Regions from separate parts of the Mus musculus genome. Here region 2 is linked to region 1. A link is a contact called in public Hi-C data. All regions are on one chromosome and are shown on one strand. The core of a region is the stretch at or near the end of the contact, and the rest is flanking DNA. Distances in the headings are between cores, read along the strand shown. Region 1 overlaps Gm52619 (a long non-coding RNA gene). Region 2 overlaps Gm30382 (a long non-coding RNA gene).

Evidence for each region. Hi-C and Micro-C count contacts between places; a contact is called where the count stands out from the background.
Region 2: a Hi-C map of liver shows a contact between it and region 1, with 7 times the contacts expected there. The contact joins two enhancer-like sites. A contact is called at or near these places in 2 of 39 promoter capture datasets (both in liver), 4 of 484 Hi-C or Micro-C datasets (liver and nephron progenitors) and 2 of 115 datasets of contacts at active chromatin or transcription factors (both in bone marrow-derived macrophages).

What each region holds. Positions count from the first base shown.
Region 1 is chr3:149,168,978-149,171,677 of GRCm38.p6, reverse strand. It overlaps Gm52619 (a long non-coding RNA gene), which reads left to right. Exons shown (of 2, transcript XR_003954588.1): 2 at 1-2,700. Among named protein-coding and RNA genes, the nearest start is that of Gm52619, 5.8 kb to the left of the region's middle. Within about 2 kb of position 1,292, at least 43 of the 459 cell types and tissues checked have an H3K27ac peak or open chromatin away from gene starts, as enhancers often do. A contact at or near this core is called in bone marrow-derived macrophages and liver, where this site is marked.
Region 2 is chr3:149,434,980-149,437,679 of GRCm38.p6, reverse strand. All of the region lies in intron 1 of Gm30382 (a long non-coding RNA gene), which reads left to right. A630039O03Rik (a long non-coding RNA gene) reads right to left here. Exons shown (of 6, transcript XR_376220.3): 1 at 1-2,700. Among named protein-coding and RNA genes, the nearest start is that of A630039O03Rik, 7.1 kb to the right of the region's middle. Within about 2 kb of position 1,364, at least 46 of the 459 cell types and tissues checked have an H3K27ac peak or open chromatin away from gene starts, as enhancers often do. A contact at or near this core is called in bone marrow-derived macrophages and liver, where this site is marked.

The DNA.
Region 1 (2,700 bases), core at 43-2,542:
TAAATACATTTATTCGACTCCCTTTTCTATTTCAAGTCAGGGGATTCACTTGAACACTTCATGAGTTGGTAGGAACTGGCAGACATCAGGTAGCAGTGGCTCTCACCCATTACATGGGTTTCCCTTGGGATTGTAAAAACCTGTCTGGATAAGCAAATATATTAGGGAATTTGGGGTTTTGTTTGTTGGTTCTGTTTTGTTTGGAAAGACATTTTTAGAAGCAACCCAGTGACAGGCAGCTTTCGTGAGACAATGACTTCGAAGGATTCAGGTACTGTTAACCCAAATGTGATCATTACCCTTCCGCACTATAAGTCCTTCTTGGATGTGGAAGGTGGTTCAGTTGCTGGCATCATGTGCCTGCCTCACACACTGAGGACCTGAGGCCAACCCCCCATCAATCACCTACAATGCCAGGCACTGGACTGACATAAATGGAAGGCTCCATATGGTTAGCCTCAAGTTCAGTGAGAGACCCAGCCTCGAAATACAATGTACAGAGCACCAACCTCTGGCCTCCACACATACATATTTACAAACATGTACACACAGACCAGCCACATATATACCTCCTCAAAAGCATATATGCAAAATGGCTCTCAAATAACTAAAACAAAATGAAAATAAAACAGTACTAAAAATAAGTAACAATTTGTCATATGAACCAGCAGAAGTATGTGATATAAACACGATGTATTGTAACTATTTGACTTGATCAGCAAAGCTTTATTGAACATGGACCAAATGTCTGGGCCTGTGAAAGATGCGAAGAATAAACATGTCAAATGGCAGTTCCTACCTTCAGGGAGCTCACAGTCCAGGACAGGTGAGAGACACCTCACTCAGATGTCTCACACAGGGAAAGACATCTCCCTGTGGCACAGCATCCCCAGTGGGGTACTGGTAGTCCTAAGTATCATGGGAGCAGGAAAACATGACCTCCTGGCCAGCTTAACACTGAGATATGCAACTGAGGGTCCCAAGGCAGGTCAATGAATGCCTAAATGAAGATCAGCAAGAATCATCATGGAGATACATTTAGAAGGTGTTTCTTAACTGTAAACTCCCAGTAAGAGCTGCAAGATTGTGACCCGTGTGACTGGTATACCATCTCTCAAGTCTCTCAAGATTGTGAGACCTAAGTTGTGACTGAAAGAAAGGGTAACCTTATTTTGTGCAATAGTGTCTGCTCTGAGTAATTGGGAAATCTCTGTGAAATCATGAACAGTTCTGGGAGGTCATTGTTTCCACATGGGAGTGAGTCACACGCTCTGGTAGATCCAGTACTGGTGCAACTGTGGACACAGCCAATTAATACCTAACACACTCACGGGGCAGCAAGGCTGGAGCAATATACTTGTCTCTCCAGTCAGTTCATAAACTCATTTAGTTGGCAAGATGAAATGACATGAGCTTGCGACGAGAAGGTATTACCTTGGCATCCGCCTTTATCTCTTTGGGCTGTTTAAATGCATCGGCAAACTCAGTCCTTTGTCTGTGTGAGTCCGCTGGGGTTGCTGTCACAGAGCACTGTAGGCAGTTCTCAAGGAGGGAAGTCCAGGATCCCGGTGCCAGTATTTTTGTGAGCCCTTCTTATGACATCACCTCCATCACCTCCTGGCAGGAAGTGGAAGGGCACTGAAGGATAAGAGAAGGGGCAAAACATGCCATCTTCTCAAAAGGATCTGATTCCTACACAAGGCCTGCTAGTATCTTGTTACAGGAGCGCAAAGCAGGCAACAGCTCAGCCTCTGTCTGTCTGTCTGTCTGTCTGTCTGTCTGTCTGTCTGTCTCTCTGTCTTTCTTACACTCTCTCTCTGTTGTGCTTTTGGTGGTGGGACGACATTTATGTTGATAAAAACCTTCTGACACAGTTTTGTTGAAATTTGAGAGGTAACCCACAGGATTCAGCGTCTTTGTTTTCTGCCCTGAGTTTGCCTGGAGTGACGAGCAGGCACTTCAGTGTTCGATGGCAGCTTTGCCTGTGAGACAGGGCCTGGGCGTGGGTGTGTGCATACGGAGGTCAGAAGTCAACCTTTAGCCTTGCTCCTCTGGCTGTTCACCTAAAACACGGTGAGAGGAAATGAAAATGTAATCAGGTCATTGATTACCTTAGAACCTGCCCGGCGGCCAGCGAGGCCCAGCAGCTGTGCCTGTCTCCGCATCTCCATCACTGTGGTTGTAAGCACACCTTACCAGGCCAGGATTTTTAAAACAGGATCGAACTCAGATCCTGGGACTCACAATCACTTTACCTCCTAAGTTTTCTCCCCAGCCCTTAACGGCTGCTTCGTAAAAAGCCTTCCCTCTGCCTGTCCCTTTTCTGTCTGTGTGGCTTTGACTTACATTTCTGAATGTTTAAATAACGGGATTCACTTTTAAAAGAATTCTAGGAAAGATGTAAGCACAGTTGCTCCCTGTGAATTTCAAACGTAATGAAAAAGTACCTTCCATACAAAGAAAGCTGGGAGATCATGCTGCCTCAGCAAGCAGGTGACCGCGAGGAAAAGCCAGGCTCCCCTCCTGACCTTTGACAACTGTCCTGTGGGGAAGGGGTGTGGGGGTTGAGTGGTGTAAGCAGGTACTCCTCTTCATCCTGGGCTTCTGATTCTCAATACCGTCTTATCTTTCATTACTTATGTTCTGATTTTTTTTCTCTTTACCTCACTGATAAACAATATTATTGACAAATATTTTAGA
Region 2 (2,700 bases), core at 115-2,614, 270 kb before region 1:
TTTAGTCCAGTTGATAAACAGCATCTGTCCAGACTACAGGGAGTTTGCAGAACCCAAGCTCGAAAGGCAGACTGGCAACTTCTGAGAACTCTGAATTAGGCAGATGTAGACTTGTTCCTAAGAATTCTGTGTGTGAGGCACGGTGAATGTCGAGAACTCCCATAGCTTTGTGGGCTTTTGGCGATCTCTCTGAGCACTATGTTAATGAGTTCCTTAAACACAGACTGCCATTGATTTCTTCCTGATGTTCATTGATTCCTCTCGACATTGCTTCATGTATGTATTCTCCCCCAAACATCTAGTATCGATATTTCTCTCCCTAGAACTCTGTCCCCAATCCATTATAAGCATATCATTAAAACCTGTTTAATTTCCTAAGAAAGATTACATTAAGAGCACTGTCAGGGCCATTATGCCAATAGCAAAAGATAAACATGTATTTGGCAGTGCAAAATGCTATTATCTGTCGGGGTCAATCTGTTTATTTTACTTAGAGCAATCTGCCGCCACCACCACTGCCACCCAATGTTAGTCACAAAAGCAGATCCTTCTCTGCCAGGAACTGTTTGGAGGAATTCTGACAGCGAAATGCCCTCAGTCACCTACTACTGTGACATAATCTCTGTTTGTGTGTGTGTGTGTGTGTGTGTGTGTGTGTGCGCGTGTGCGTGCACCAATGAGCATGAAATAAGACACAGACTAAGGATCATGTGTTTCAAGCTTTACAACATTTTTATGCTTTTGTACATAAAGAAAAATAAGGATAATTTGATGAACAGTGGTATCTCATTTGTAATACCTGCTTGGAGTAGAATGGAATGACCGGAGAAGGGCAGCATGGATTATAGGAGTCTGCTCTATAAGTGCATGCTCAAAACTGCTCTCCCCTTAAGCGGTGTCCACTCATAATCATCTTTATTGATCTAAAGACAACGGAGAGGGAGAGGCAAGGCAAGAAAGGAGAATAAAGAGTTAGGGCTCATCTTGTTCTGGATGCAAATATGCTTCTTTTCTTCTTTCAACTTTTTTCCTTGAGACAGTAGTTTCTAAATATATCTGAGCAACACTGCTGGCTGCCAGCTGCTATGGGCATGAAGTTCCTCTTTAATGAGATGAAACAGTATCAGGAAGTGAACTCGCCCCACGCGCCATAGCTGACTTTCACGGGGTCTCTATGTAGCCTACGATGATCCGAAATGGAAATGAATTGAATATTCAGGCACAGTGCACCAACTCTCCTAAAAAATAATTTCATCTGACTTCATTACATGGTGATCATTTCCTGAATGCCATAAAACGCTGAGGAAAATAATCAAAATTGATGTGTGTATTGATTGACATGCTAGTTTTCTAAATAGAAGCTGGAAATATATAAACAGCACTAGGTCTCTGCAGCTTTCCACAGGCTGGAGAATTCCCTCACTCACCCAGCCCTCACTGGGCCCCAGGATGAACACTTCTGAAACCATTTCTCAGCGGTCCATTAGGCTCATCTTTAGTGTGATTCAGAATTTACATGTGTCGTTTGCATAATTTTGCATGAGAGTGTCTGCTTTAAATTAGGTAAAGGTCAACGTCATTCATAATCAAGAGGAAGGTGGATTAAAGGTCATAATTCAATTAGAAAAAAAATTCCTGATTAGCTGTAGAAGTATGCTCACGTGATTCGATATCGTTGAATAAGTGTGAGGCACAAGTCTACAAACTGGCCTCAGCGTGAGAGCATTCCAAGAGATTTCTGTCAAAAAAAAAAAAAAAAAAAATCAGACTCTCGCCTTTTTTAACCTAGCCTATATAGAGATACTTCAGCTGATTCTCTTAGCACTGGGTGTCTTTTATAATGTCATTTGGTTTTAGGAATGACATAAATGACAATTTTATCTGCAAAATAAAGTGGTAAGTTATAATGAATTAATAATAGGTGGCAGCTGATCGGCCAGCCACACGGGGCCTGAGGTTACTTCTCCCTGAGGTGGTTCCCAGCTCATCCACACTGTTTTAAAGCCCGGAGTTGTCACAGATAATCTCTGTTCTTTTATAGCCATTTCCTAGCTCTCGGGACACTCACAGTGCCTATAAACCCTTTGGAATTTTGACATCTCCGTCGTGTTTCTGTGATTAGGACACATAGGTTGAAAATAAACGTAGCTAGCGGCAAGCAATTAGCTCTTTTGATTTGTTGAACTTTTAAAAGTGTGTTTGATGCTAACTTGAATAAGTGCAAATTGGTGGAACACAAACAAACACCGAGTTGTCCACAGTCAGTGTGAATACCGAAAGGCAGATGCACCTTTTGCTCGTATTGGGCCATTTGCGATGGGTCCCTACGTGCCCACGTCAATGTTCCTGTAGCAGTCACTGAACTGAGGCGTCCAAAACCAGTTACCTCACCTCTAAACATGTCCTTTTCCTTGCTGTGGGTGCTTTTGGCTTCAGGAACAATCTCAGTGTCTCCTCTTGTTTTTCTGTCTGTTCTCTTTGGGGCCAACACATCTCAGGACCAACAAAAAACAAAGAGGCATTTCCTTTGTAAGGATAGATTGTTTATTTTTCCAAAGAAAGTCAAAGATTTTTAAAGAAGCTATACAGGTTAAGTGGTTTAAGCAGATTATAATTAGTTAATTTTGTTAAACATAGACTGGATCAATTTTACATTATTTTAATTACCTTTTGGAATAAATGGTTTGGTGAACAAATTCA